Regions from separate parts of the Mus musculus genome. Here regions 1 and 3 are each linked to region 2. Evidence: chromatin contacts called from public HiChIP or PLAC-seq and promoter capture Hi-C data. All regions are on one chromosome and are shown on one strand. Each heading gives the region's core, a stretch centred on a gene start, on an enhancer-like site or on the middle of the called end of the contact. The rest is flanking DNA. Distances are from core to core; before and after follow the strand shown. Region 1 overlaps Afmid (arylformamidase). Region 2 overlaps Usp36 (ubiquitin specific peptidase 36). Region 3 overlaps Tk1 (thymidine kinase 1).

The links. HiChIP or PLAC-seq counts read pairs in DNA pulled down with a chosen protein or histone mark. Capture Hi-C pulls out chosen DNA fragments and counts their contacts.
Region 1: a contact with region 2 is called in an H3K27ac HiChIP or PLAC-seq map of hepatocytes, with 3 times the contacts expected there. The contact joins two enhancer-like sites. A contact is called at or near these places in 1 of 39 promoter capture datasets (embryonic stem cells), 10 of 115 datasets of contacts at active chromatin or transcription factors (embryonic basal ganglia, embryonic hindbrain, embryonic stem cells and 5 more) and 1 of 9 other capture datasets (liver).
Region 3: a contact with region 2 is called in a promoter capture Hi-C map of liver. The contact joins two enhancer-like sites. A contact is called at or near these places in 4 of 39 promoter capture datasets (embryonic stem cells, liver and pre-B cells), 2 of 115 datasets of contacts at active chromatin or transcription factors (bone marrow-derived macrophages and pancreatic cancer cells) and 1 of 9 other capture datasets (liver).

Annotation. Positions count from the first base shown.
Region 1 is chr11:117,833,488-117,837,998 of GRCm38.p6, reverse strand. It overlaps Afmid (arylformamidase), which reads right to left. Exons shown (of 11, transcript NM_027827.3): 5 at 3,147-3,232; 6 at 2,981-3,053; 7 at 2,757-2,854; 8 at 2,418-2,496; 9 at 2,192-2,333; 10 at 1,487-1,591. Among named protein-coding and RNA genes, the nearest start is that of Tk1, 9.7 kb to the right of the region's middle. Within about 2 kb of position 1,443, at least 23 of the 459 cell types and tissues checked have an H3K27ac peak or open chromatin away from gene starts, as enhancers often do. A contact at or near this core is called in hepatocytes and liver, where this site is marked.
Region 2 is chr11:118,265,118-118,269,618 of GRCm38.p6, reverse strand. It overlaps Usp36 (ubiquitin specific peptidase 36), which reads left to right. Exons shown (of 21, transcript NM_001033528.1): 14 at 407-1,075; 15 at 1,687-1,817; 16 at 4,379-4,501. Among named protein-coding and RNA genes, the nearest start is that of Cyth1, 19 kb to the right of the region's middle. Within about 2 kb of position 3,133, at least 27 of the 459 cell types and tissues checked have an H3K27ac peak or open chromatin away from gene starts, as enhancers often do. A contact at or near this core is called in hepatocytes and liver, where this site is marked.
Region 3 is chr11:117,816,287-117,820,654 of GRCm38.p6, reverse strand. It overlaps Tk1 (thymidine kinase 1), which reads left to right. Exons shown (of 7, transcript NM_009387.2): 5 at 3,464-3,553; 6 at 4,089-4,208. Among named protein-coding and RNA genes, the nearest start is that of Afmid, 7.4 kb to the left of the region's middle. Within about 2 kb of position 1,989, at least 14 of the 459 cell types and tissues checked have an H3K27ac peak or open chromatin away from gene starts, as enhancers often do. A contact at or near this core is called in liver, where this site is marked.

The sequences.
Region 1 (4,511 bases), core at 194-2,693, 430 kb after region 2:
GTAAGAGCACCCGACTGCTCTTCCGAAGGTCCGAGTTCAAATCCCAGCAACCACATGGTGACTCACAACCATCCATAACGAGATCTGACAACCTCTTCTGGAGTGTCTGAAGACAGCTACAGTGTACTTTACATATAATAAATAAATAAATCTTAAAAAAAAAAAGAAAAAAAAAAAAGAAGTACGGACCAAGAGGTGGCTCAGCTGGGGAGACACCAGACATATTCCCAGAACCCACAGAGGTCGGGTGCAGGGGCCCAGATCTGACTCTAGAGCTGGGGTGGAGAGCAGAGATAGGTGGAACCCTGAACTCCCTGGCCAGCAGCAGCCAGCCTGCCAAAAGCAATGAGCTCTGGGTTCCATGAGATGCCCTGTCTAAAAAACGTGTGGGGCTGGAGAGAAGGCTGGAGAGCACCGACTGCTCTTCCAGAGGTCCTGAGTTCAATTCCCAGCAACCTCATGGTGGCCCACAACCATCTGTAATGGGATCTGATGCCCTCTTCTGGTGTGTCTGATTGACATTGTATGTAAAATAAATAAATAAATCTTAAAAAAAAAAAAAAAGGAGTGTCTGAAGCAGATGCCGTATGTCAACCTCTGGCCTCCACATGTACATGCGTACACATGCATACACACACACACACACACACACACACACACACACAGTGTTCAATTCCCAGCACCTCAAAATAAAATCAAGCTAGTCAGGTGCCCTTCCCTACTTCCGAAGTGGGGGAAAAAGAAAAAGATTATCACCTGTCAGATGTGTGGCAACAATTTTCTATTTATCCTTTGCCCCCCTCCCCTCAAATGGATTCTCTGTGTAGTCCTGGCTGTCCTGGAACTCGCTTTGTAGACCAGGCTGGCCTCAAACTCAGAGATCCGCCTGCCTCTGCCTCTCAGGTGCTGGGACTAGAGGCGTGCGCCACCACACACAGCGTCATCCCTTTAAGAGAACTATTTATTTAGTGGATGTTCACACACCGTGACACACGCGTGGAGGTCAGAGGACAACTTGCAAGAGCTGGTTTTCCCCTTCCACCGCCTGGGTCCTAGGGGTCAGCCTCAGCTTCTCAGACACCATAGCAAGTCCCTTTCTTTATCCACTGAGCCATCTTGCCGGCTTCTCTGAACTGTTTATGGTACTCTCTGTGTCAGAGCCGTAACAAGTCTGATACAGTTGTACACACCTCTAACCTCAGCGCCCCAGGAGACTGAGGCAGGAGGATCACTACAAGTTTGTGGGCAGCCTGATCTATATTTTAAGTCCCAGTCCAGCCAGGGTTATACAGTGAGACATTGTCTCAGCAACAACAATAATAAACAATAAACACTCGCCACATGCCCTTCTGTGGAGCCGGCTTTGGCTTTTCCATCTAGGCACTGCCAATCTTTCCCTCTGCTCTTGACGCCCAGGCCACGCCCATGTGTGGGCGTGGGATCCACGCTGTCCATTTAGAAAGACTGTTGTGGGGGTTAGCCCCACCTGGGTGAGCACGTCATCCTCCCGGGTCAGATTCTCTATGATGTCAAAGTGATCCACACCACGCAGCTGCTGGAAAGAGGCCTTCCATCCCACGCGGAGAAGTGTCTGGATAGAAATGAGGGGGCGGGGCATGAGAGTGCGGCTGAAGTGGTGGCTCTCAGTAAAAGGCAGGTTTTTTTGAATGGCTTTGTTGAATGAGGGAATGACCGTCCTGGGGTCCGCTAGACAGAATATGTCTATTTATTACAGTCCTGGGGATTGCACCAGAACTTTGTTTATGCTTACCAAGCCCATTACCATCGAGTTATACCCTAACCTTTCTTTCTTTAATTTTTGTTTTGTTTTGTTTTGTTTTTCGAGACAGGGTTTCTCTGTGTAGCTCTGGCTGTCCTGGAACTCACTTTGTAGACCAGGCTGGCCTTGAACTCAGAAATCCGCCTGCCTCTGCCTCCCCAGTGCTGGGATTAAAGGCGTGCACCACCACGCCCGGCTTCTTTAAATTTTATAACAGGGTCTTACTAAGTTCCTTAGAGCCTTGAGCTCTCTTTAAAGCACACCCTGACCACATGATCCTCTTGCCTCAGCCTCCGGAGTAACTGGGAGTCCACGTGTGCACCAACAGGTCCAGCTCATTTGGGCAGAATAACGAGGGAGAGGAGACCACATGATGCTGAACCCGGGGTCATAGCTGGCTGTTAGCAGTACCTCGTAGAACTCCTTGGACTGCCGGTGGAACTCTGGGGAGTCATGCTGACCCACAAGCACCAGCACAGGGCAGGCTGGAGCCACAGGCTGTGCTGGAACCACATCCAAGTGTCGCTGTGGACTGTTTCTCTGAGCATCTTCCCTGGGATGGGACAGTGGTGGGGTCAGGACAGAGGGGAGACAGGCCTCGGGTGGGTGCCGGAGAAAGGAAGGGGTGATAACTCACAGGGTCATGCGCAGAGGGTCATTCTGGGAGGTGGCTATGAGGGGCTCCAGGTCGTAGATCCCACTCACCAGGAGAAAGCCTATGAAGGTGAGGAGCTCAGGCCAGCAGCCAGGCCTGGTAAGACCAACCTGCCCACCCTCCAGGCCAGAGAGGAAGACCAGGACTGTGGGCAGAGGCAAAGAAGGGTCTCCTCTACTCAAGTTATCAGCCTTTCAACCAGCTGCTCTACCCTCTCACTGCTCCAGAGAGGGTATGAGCTGCCTGGCCAGCTCCTCCCATACCCACAGAAACCTTACAGGTTGGATGCCAGCCTGGGCTACCTGACAAACAATAAGAAACCTTGGAGGTTGGGTGTGACGCCATGCTTGGTCCAGCGGGCCAGGAGCACCATAGCAGCCAGGTGAGCTCCCGCAGAGTGTCCGCAGAGGTAGATTCCCCTGGGTGAGACAGAGACCCGGATTACGGCTAAGGCATTTCCCTAAGGCATCAGAAGTCCCGGTCTGTGTCGGGCTCCACAGACCTAGCCCTCCCTTGCTCCCTGAAAGCATCCGTGAGACACCTACTCATTGCTTGGATAGCGCCTCTGTAGAAACACGACACTGCGGGTCACCTGGTCCACCATCTGGTCCAGTGTGCCTGAACAGAGCAAAATGCTGGGTCAGGATCCACCAGGGGGCTCTATCTACACAAAGCTCTGGCCCGCAGATCTTCAGGGGCCACCCTTATTACCTTTGGGTGCAATGTCATAAGCCACTATCACCACCACGATTCCCTGTGCAGTCAGTGGGTTTACCATGAAGGCCGAGTCATCTTTACTGTGGAAAGACAAAAGTGGGCCGGGGGCTGGAGGGCTGGCCCATGGGTTTAGAGCACTGGCTACTCTTCCAGAGCGCAAAGATTCAACCCTCAGCTCCCATGCGGAAGCTCACGAACATCTGGAACTCCAGTTGTTCTCCTAGCTCTGCAGACACCAGGCAGGCTCGTGGTGCACAAGCAGGAAAATGCCAGCACACATAAAATGATGATAATGTAGCTTACAATACATACTTGGGAAGGAGAGGCAGAAGAGTCAGGAGTCCAAGGCCTTCCTCAGCTACTTAGTGAGTTTGAGGCTAGCCTCAGCTATGAGACCCAGTCTCGAAAAGCCCAAACAACGTAAAATGAAAGATAAAGATGATATGACAACTGTAAACAACTTGACCATGATGTTGCCTCCCTAAGGTCCTGGACAAACATGCCTCAGGGCAGACGCCCCATGCGCACAGGACACTGTGCTGAGGGAAATGAACAGGCTGTCCTCACTGTGGACTTTAATCTCCAGGCTGCTCCCTCCCTTGGGAAACAGAGACAATTATGTCCCTTCTCTTAGCAAGCTGTGAGAGTTAAAGATTAAAAGTGTAGAGAGTTAAATGGAATACAGCAGCTGAATAAGACGAAAAACTAAAAAAATGTGCATGCTGCAGGGGCGGGGTGGATCCGGTGGCAGGCATCTCGGGATGGTCCTCAGAACAGCGGTGTCCTCCAAGACCCCAAACACCCTTCTTCTCAATGCAGGGACACCAACTGCATCTATTTAGTGTGTATGCAGCATGTATGTGTAAACACAAACTTGCTGCTTCATGCATCCCAGCCTGGCCTCAAACTCCCTATTTAGCCGAGGATAACCCTGATCCCTGACCTCCAGCTCCCGAGGGCTGGAATCACAGGTACTCAATATCACGCTGAGTTTTATTCAGTGCCAGGGATGTAACCCAAGGCTTGCTGCAGACCACAGGCCCTACCGCCCTGCTACACCCCACCTTCTTGCTTTGTCTTCTGAGACAAGGCTGGCCTCAAACCTGCAGTAAATCCTCCTGTCTCAGCTTCCCTGCTCTTATTTCCAAAGCACCAAACACTCCATGTCCTCTTTTTTTTTTTTTTTTTTTTTTTTTTTAAAGATTTATTTATTTATTACATGTAAGTACACTGTAGCTGTCTTCAGACACACCAGAAGAGGGCGTCAGATCTCGTTACAGATGGTTGTGAGCCACCATGTGGTTGCTGGGATTTGAACTTTGGACCTTCGGAAGAGCAGTCGGGTGCTCTTATCCACTG
Region 2 (4,501 bases), core at 1,884-4,383:
GCAGTTTGCATGATGGGGCTTCTCTTTCTCCCGGGCAGTCATAAACTGCAGCCTGTTTTTTATACAAGTCTTTTTTTTTTTTAAGATTTATTTGTTTATGTATATGCGTACACTGCAGCTGTCTTCAGACACACCAGAAGAGGGTATCAGATCTCATTACAGATGGTTGTGAGCCAACATGTGGTTGCTGGGAATTGAACTCAGGACCTCTGGAAGAGCAGTCAGTGCTCTTAACCGCTGAGCCATCCTTCCAGCCCCTTATACAAGTCTTGAAGCACCAAAAGTCTTTACCATTAGCCAGAAGCCAATTTGTTCCCAGAAGTTGCCCTGGGGGTGGGGGGGGGAGCCATGTTCCCTGGACAGTGCTCCTCTGAGCTCTGATGGGTTCCTGCCTTGCTCCTTTTAGCGACAAGACTCTGTAATGATGAGAAAGCTCCCAGCCCCTGAGGAGGTTGGCGTACCTGTGTCCAGAAATGGCTCCCTTCCTGGCCTGAAGTTACAGAACGGATGTGCTCCTGCCAAGACACCTGCCGGGTCCCCGTCCCCAAGACTCACGCCCACGCCCACTCATATGCCCACCATTCTGGATGAGCCCGGAAAGAAGGTGAAGAAGTCAGCCCCACTGCAGTCTCTCACCACATCTCCAACCACTTCTCAGGGCTCTCCTGGGACCGGCGAGTCCCGGAGCCAGCGGCCCGGCTCCTGGGCAAGCAGAGACACCATCTTCTCTACCTCCCCGAAGCTCCTGGCCAGAGCCATTACTAACGGGCACAGGCTGAAGGGCGAAGGCAGTGGTGTGGACCTGGAGAAGGGGGATTCAAGCAGCTCCAGCCCCGAGCACTCTGCCAGCAGTGACCCTGCCAAGGCCCCGCAGACCGCAGAGAGCAGAGCTGCGCATGCCTGTGATTCTCAGGGAACAAACTGTCCCACCGCTGGCCATCCCAAAGCGCTGTTGAATGGAGTAGATGCCAAGATGGTGAAGTTGAAGTCCCCGGCCCTGAGCAGCACCACAACCGAGCCCACAAGCCTCATGTCTCCTCCACCAGCCAAAAAACTGGCCCTGTCAGCCAAGAAGGTGGGTGTGTGGGGGTCTCCTCTCTGAAAGCGCCCTGGGGCTGGAGATGTGAGGATAGGATAGGGAATCACAGAGGACTTCAGACCCTGGCACCAGAGTGCCTGCTGGTATTCCCTGCGGTTTGCAAGCTGAGAAAGGACTGTTTAAGGGGAAGATTGCTTTGAGGGGATCCCAGTTATTCAGTACCTCAGATTGTTGGTAGTCATGTCTGAGAGGACTAACCAGTTTTCTATGATGGAGTCTCCTAGCTGAGCCGCCACAGGGCACTCAGAGACGGACAGCTGCCCGGGCTGGGGGTGGGGGTGGGGAGGTAGGGAGGCTGAGGAGGAGCCGCCCACCCCTAGCTTGTGGGGCGTGAGCAGTGTGTGGGCTTGCGGCGGGATGCTTGTTGAAATGTCCTGTCCTTTTCCTTTTTATTTCTAACCAACAACACTCTGGTTCTTCTTCTGCTGTCCCCTCTCTCCACCAACCCCACCCCCACCCCTTTTTTTTTCTTCTGTCCCTTCATCTTTTTGGGCTCATTTTATTTTATTTTCCATTTTATTTTCCCTCTTCACTCACGGACACCTTTTTTTAGACCACCAAGTTTTTATTTATGTCAATAACTGCAGGCCAGCACCCTGCGGAGGGCGACCGGCAATGACATCGGTTCACCTTCCCCCTCAGCATTCTGCGACCTCACCTCCCCCATGAAAGCCACCCACCCCGTCGTTGCCTCCACTGGGCCTGTCAGTAAGACCAGGTGAGCTTGGGGGCAGGCCCTGGGTGCGGCTCCTTCCCTCCTGTGCTTCTGTGCACCTGGCTGCTGAGGAGCCCTGGGTCGCCGAGGACAGAGGCCTCTCCTGTCCATCCCTGTCTGGAAAAAGAACTGCAGTGAGGCCGAGTTGTCGGTCTTCAGAGTCTTGGCCTCTCGCCTGCCTGCCAGTCTACCCCAGGAACATTGAAACCTGGAGCACTGCACTGTCCTGGCTTTTGACCCCTCAGGCCCTGTGATCATAGGAGCCCTGCAGGGACATCTTTCCTGTCAGCGTCATCCCTCATCTCTTGGCTGCTGGCTGCGTGCCAGGCCTAGAGAAGGAGGACTGGGTTCTCGAGTGCTATACCATCGTCCAGGGCCTTTAATTTCATCCATGGGTGATCTGACCCAGTAAGGGGCCGGACTCCATGGTGCCTGCATCCCTTAGGAGTGCTGAGTGACAAGATGTGAGGACTCTTGACACTCAGTCACCCGGGTCCCTGGGGCCCAAGCGCCACAGCAGCTGGGACACAGGAACTAAGAGAGAGCACAAGTGAGGCTCTGTGGTGCTGTGGGTTCCTCCTCTTCCCACTGAGTCAGCCGGTCCTAGAAGGTTGTGACATGATATTCATGGCTGCCACTATCCCCACCATGAACATGCATGCGTCCTGTCTCTAGCATAACATTTGTGGGGTGTCCTTAAGTGTTAAGGTCCCTAAATGTTGGAGCATTAGGGGGAGTTGTTCATTTTTTCTGTCAAGTTTTATTCGTTTGAGACGGCCTTACCATATAGATCAGCCTGCCTCCTGAGCGCTGAGGTTCAAGCTGTGCACCACCACACTTGGCGCAGTAGGTCTGTTTTCATTAGGATTTAGATCTGTATGTATGAATATTTTACCTGCAAGTATTCCGTGCACCACGTGTGTGCCTGGTGTCCACAGAGGTCAGAAGAGGGAGCTGGAGAGACAGGATGTGGCCCACTGGATGGTTGCTGCACACTGAACCTGGGTTTTCAGCAAGAGCAGCAACTGCTCTTACCTGCTGAGCCATCTTTCCAGGCCAAGTGTAAATGTGCGTCTCTGTGAGGGTCTTGTGTGTGTTGGGTGGCAGGGGTGGAGACAGGCTTTTTCTATATAACAGCCCTGGCTTTCCTAGAACTGGATGAGTAGACCAGGCTGGCCTCTTAAACTCAGAGAGCTCCACTGGAGTCCTGGGATTAAAGGTGCTCGCCACTGCCCCTGCCAGTGTAAACCGTTGTTAAGCTCTGGCAGACACTTGGAGTGACGCTAGTGCAGGCTGCGCTCAAGTCTGCTCTGGCTGGCGTGATGGCAGGGACAGGCTCCAGGAGTTCGCAAGCCTGAGGTGACGGCCCAGATGTGCCCTGTGTGCTCAGCCCCTGCCCTACTTCTCTTACAGCATTTGCCTTTGTGAAATTGGGTTTCCACTCTGCACCCCCAATTCAGAGGAACATCACTGTGTATGATGCTTGGCTCTTTTTGCTGTTCTTGGGGTGTTCAGTCCCCAAAGGAACATCTACAGCTTCTGGAGAGTAAAAGATAAATCTCACAGGATGCTGCTGGGTTTGTTTTGGTTGGTTGTTTTTTCTCAGTGACATTTCCCCTCTTAACACATTTGAGGTGGCAATCTGAAACGTTAGGGTTTAGTCTCTTCGTTTTGCTTTTCAGTTGTTGTTACTGTCTCCGTGTTTTGAAGGAGGGCTTTTGGTTTGGTGTAGGTTTTGGGACAGGGTCTCAGCTCTACCACCCTGGCTGGCCAGGAACTCCCAGAGATCCGCCAGGTTCTTCCTCCAGGTGCTGAGCTTGATGCTCCTGTCGGGTGCCCCCGTCTGGCTCACTGTGGCCCATGTGTTGGAGGATAACCTTGACCTTCTGCTCCTCACACCTATTCCTGGCTCTGGGATTGGAAGCGTGTGCTGCCACGTGCCACCATGCGCATTCTTATGCTGACTGAGCTTGGTTTGCGTTAGACACGTGTTTTATAGTGTTTGTCTGTTGTAAGATAAGCTGTCCTGTGGGTCAGACTTCAGCTCATTTAGTAGTAAAGGCCATGAGTCCTTAGCGTGCTTGAGGTGCCCCGTGACAGTGCTTACTTGGCATGGCCGAGGTGTTTGGTTTCATTTTCAGCACCACTTTAAAAAAAATGCTTTGTAACAAGAAACTGGGATGTATTGCTTTTATTAACTTTGATTTTAGGTAGATTTATTTCCTTAGCCTGGCTTAAAAAAGCATGGAGTGTGTGTATGTGTGTGTGTCTGTCTAAGAATTAGAGAGACAAAGTAACCTTTTAAAATTCGAGAGTATGTCTGGCATACTGGAATTCACCTTTCATCCCAGCACTCTGGAGGCAGAGGCAGGCTGATGTCTCTGTGAGTTCGAGGCCAGCCTGGTTTACGGAGCTAGTTCAAAGACAGCCAGGGCTGCACAAACCTTGTCTCAAACCCCACATCTGCACCAAACTCTTAGGTGTGAAGGCGGCTGGGTGGGGTCAGGAGAGAGGTGGCACGTGGGCAGATCTCCTGAGTGACTCTCTCTGTCCACCGTCTACAGGACTGCTGCACCTGCCCCCCGACCGTCCACCCACCCCCACTCTGCATCTCTGTCCAGTAGTAGTGCCAAGCCCTTAGGGACATCAGAGCCACAGAGCTGCCGCCCCTCTGCCTGGACACCCCT
Region 3 (4,368 bases), core at 740-3,239, 450 kb after region 2:
CACTTGCTGACTTTCTGTTGGACTCTGTGTGGCTCTCTGGCCGCCCACTCTCATGCTCTACCCTGGAAGGAGCCAGGCTGTTTGGGTTTAATGGAGGAGGGGTCCCAGTCTGCCCTATGTGTGCCCTCAACCCCCAGATAGAGTGAGGCAGCTCCGGCTGTGGCACTCTAACCGTGCTCTTGGCACCTGCCCATCCACCAGGATGTGCCAGATCTGTTTTGTCCTCAGAGGTAAGTCTTGGAGCAGGATGGCTGTGGAGATGTTGACTTAGGGTGCAGCTCCCCGCCTCAGGCCTGCCGCAGTGGCCTGCTTACTAGCTATGCTCTCCTGGTGTTCCCGGAGGCCCAGCCGACTCCCTAGGCTTGCCTTCCTTTCTCAGCTCTTCCTGATCAGTAGATTCGTACCCAGGTCTGGCACCAGTCTAGCAGTTGCTCCAGCCCTGTTCCCCATCCTAGCCTATAAGAGAGATTTATTTCTATGCTTCCCCCTTATGATTAAGAAAAACTAGTTCATTTAGTGGATACTTTGATTTCTGAGATAGGTCTTGTTTTGTGGTCCGGGCTGGATTAGAACTCAGCTCCCTGAGTCCTGGGATTGCGGTCATGGGCCCTCACACCAGCTTCATATAAACAACACAGTTCTTGCATGCTTCTGCCCCAGTCTCTAGAACCTGCTCTTTATACTAAGTTCAGGATCTCCCCACTGCAAAACAAAAGGGCTGCCCTTCCTTCCATGTCCTTGCCTTAGACAGTGGGTGGAGGGTCCTTTAGGGTCCCTGAAGCCACAGCTGAGGATATAGAGCTTTCCCTGTGTTCATTCACCAGCACCAGGGCCCACGGGCTTCTGGGCAAGAGAGAAGCTTGCATCTTCAGGGACTTTGTGTTTCCTTTCTGTTTGACACAGTAAGGACAGGCTCAATCTAGGACACAATAGGAGCACACCAGAAAGAGGAGGCTTGTCACATCAGTGTCTTTGAACCAGGAACTACTGGGAATGCCCTGCCAGTTCAACATCGTGGGTTCTAAAACCTGCCTCGGAGCAAACACTAGTCATGGAGCAGTGGTATTCCGAGAGGGGGTTGGGGGAAGGAGAGGGCTCCCGTGGGTCTTCTGGCAGAAGGGTTGGAGCCTGGAGGGAGGGCAGTGCCTGTCTGGCTGCTTCTGGCATAAACTGTGCCTGTTTTGTCGATGCTCAGGTGAGACGGCGGAATGGGTCTATATTCATGCTGGCCAGGGTGCCTTGCCTGATGTTGGCCCAAGAGATTATGTTCAGTCAGGGCCAGGACTCTGACGAGTGCCAGCCCAGCCTGGACGCTTCTAATTATACATGTGCGTTTTTATAGAGCAGGCCATGTCACATGCTGTGACTATTGTGGGGATGGCTGGGTCCAGGGACCAATCACATTCATTCCAAGTTTCTGCCCTTTGGCTGTGGCATTCTCTGTCTGGAGACAAATCTGGAGCTTCCAGCTCACCTCTGTTGATAGACTGGGAGGGACTGGGGACGAAGAGAAAGGCTAGAACACTAAGGCGTGGAGCAGGAGTGTGCTCAAGAAAAGGTCTGAGGAACCAGGCAGGGTGGCAGACCTGCACACTCAGCTCCACGAACACTGAGACAGGAGATTGCTTTGAGTACCAGGCCAGCCTGGGTTACACGGTAATAACCAATCAAAAGCAAAAGATGGAAGAGATGGGGAGACAGAACAGTGAGGCCTTGGCTCTGCAGGCGTGAGTCCCTAGCACCCCTGTAAAATGCTGGGTATAGCCACGTGTCCATAACCGCAGTACTAGGGAGGCAGAGGCAGGCGGGTCCCTGGAGCTCCCTGTCGCCCATCTGAATGGCTGTGGTCTAGATTCAGTGAGAGTCCTATCTCAAACAAAGAAGGTAAAGAACTATTAAGGAAAATGCCCAGCCTTGCTGGGCAGGGGAGAGAAGCCTGGGTCTTGATTCTAGGGAGACACTGTGCTATTGAAGGTTGGCCGGCCTGAGTGACCCCGGAGGGCAGCTATCCCTGCCAACCTGCTCCTGCCTCGCACATCTCATTGCCAAGAGCCATTCTCTCTCACGTGGGATTTCTTGGTGGGAAAATGCCAGTGTAACCTCATGGTGCTTATTCTCTGGGTTTTCACTTAGGCTCTCCCTCCACCCGTCCATGGGGGCTGAAGAGCGTGCGTGCGTGTGCGTGTTTATGGGTGCCTGCAGAGGCCAAAAGAGGATATTAGATCCCTTGGAGCTAAGCTATCTGATGTGGGTACTGGGAATTGAATTCTGGTAATCTATAGGAACGAGTCATACTTTTAACTGCTGAACCATCTCCCCAGCCCTGTATGTTTTGGGACAGGATCTCATAGCTTTGAACTTTGTAATCCTTCTACCTTCAAAGTACTGGTATTATGGTGTTGGACACTGTGTCTGGTTCATTTATTGCTGGGGGTGGAGCCCAAGGCTTCATGCACACTGGGTAAGCTCTCTTCTACCAACTGAGCTACCTGGTCTGCTCCTGAAATGTATGAGTGTTTGCTATTTTTATATGTATGTCTATCAAATGTGTGCAGTGTCCATAGAAGCCAGAAGAGGTCACCAGGGCCCCTGGAGCTGAAATTAACATATGGTTGTAAGTGACCATGTGGCCCTGGCAACTGGGTCCTTTGCAAGAGTGGCACGTGCTCTTTCCTGCCGTCCACCCCGAGTTCTCTCTCTGAAAGCCCATTTTAAACATGAGCTGTGTTTAGCTTCTAAGTCTGCCCTAACAGAAGTCAGCAAGGACTTTAAGCCCAGAGCTTTGTGCACTGACCGTTCTGGAAGGAAGAGACCCTTGGTGTTGGCAGGGCCGCTTCCTTCCAGGAACTGTAGGGGAAAGTTCTAGCCTGGTGGCTCTCAACCTTCCTAACTGAGACCTTTAATACAGTTCCTCGTGTGGTGACCCCAGCCAGAAGATTATTTTTGTTTCTTACACTCTTGCCTCTCACCCCCTTGCTCCCCATTCCCTTCCCCCACTCTCCACATGGTCATGGTCGGCCCCCATGTCTCTATTCTCTCCTTTCTGCTTTTCTCTGCCTCTGCTACTCTCTCAACTCCCCTCCTCATGGCCTAAATAAACTCTATTCTATATATTTTTGTTGCTACTTAATAACTATGATGTTGCTGCTGTTATGAATCATAATGCAAATATCTAATATGTGACCCCTGTGAAAGAAAGGGTCGTTCAGCCCCCGGGGGTCGTGACCTGCAAGTTGAGAGCTGCTGTTCCAGCCTCTCTGGTGTGTAGAGGCCTCTCTCAGATGCTGGATGGAGCCTGCTGGCAAGCTCTGGGTAGCAGTGGGCAAGTGGGTGGGATGTCTTAACAGGACTGGCGGTGTGGTCTGGTCTCCGGCTCTGGGCTTACCTGCATGCTCAGCTCCCCCACGGTCTTCGTGAGGCCCTTGCCTGGGGCAGCTCACCTCATCCTCTGGACTTTTCCCAGTTTCCTGACATTGTGGATTTCTGTGAAATGATGGCCAACGAGGGCAAGACAGTAATTGTGGCAGCGCTGGATGGGACCTTCCAGAGGAAGGTAAAGATGTCTGACTCTGGCTTGGCAGAGGATCCTGAGGCAGGAAACAATATACAAGGTCTCCCCAGAAGTAGGTGTGTTCAGAATAGAAGCTATTGGCTAGTGGGTGCTCTGAACTGGCCAAAGGGTAGAGAGCAGGAGGGTGTGGCTCTCAAGAAAGCAGGATCAGTAAAGTATGATGTAGCCTGAATCATGGGGTTTAAAAGAGAAGCGTTGGCGGTGGGAAGAGCTCAAGCTGAAGCATGCTTGCCTTGCAAAGCACACAGGCTCGAGTTAGATCCTCAGGACTCTTTAAAATGCTATCACCAGGAGACAGAGACAGGCAGATCTTAGCGGCTTACTGGCAAGCTGATCTAGTCTACACTGCAAGCCCCAAGCCAGTGAGAGACCGTTTCCAAAAGCACCAAGGTAGACAGTGCAGAGGCACAGCTCCTGACGTTGCTCTCTGGCCCCCACACACATACACATGTGAACACAGGCAGAGGAGGGAGGTGCCTGGCTAACTGACCGCACACACCTGCTGTCTTCCGTGCAGGCTTTCGGCAGCATCTTGAACCTGGTGCCCCTGGCGGAGAGTGTGGTGAAGCTCACCGCTGTGTGCATGGAGTGCTTCCGAGAAGCTGCCTACACGAAGAGGCTGGGCCTGGAGAAAGAGGTACACACACACACACACACACACACACACACACACACACACACACACACACACACACACAACACACACACACACACACACACACACACACACACACACTTACTTCTGCCCAAGGAGTGGGGTGGGCTTAGGCTCTGGCTTCTGAGTCCCACCCTCACAT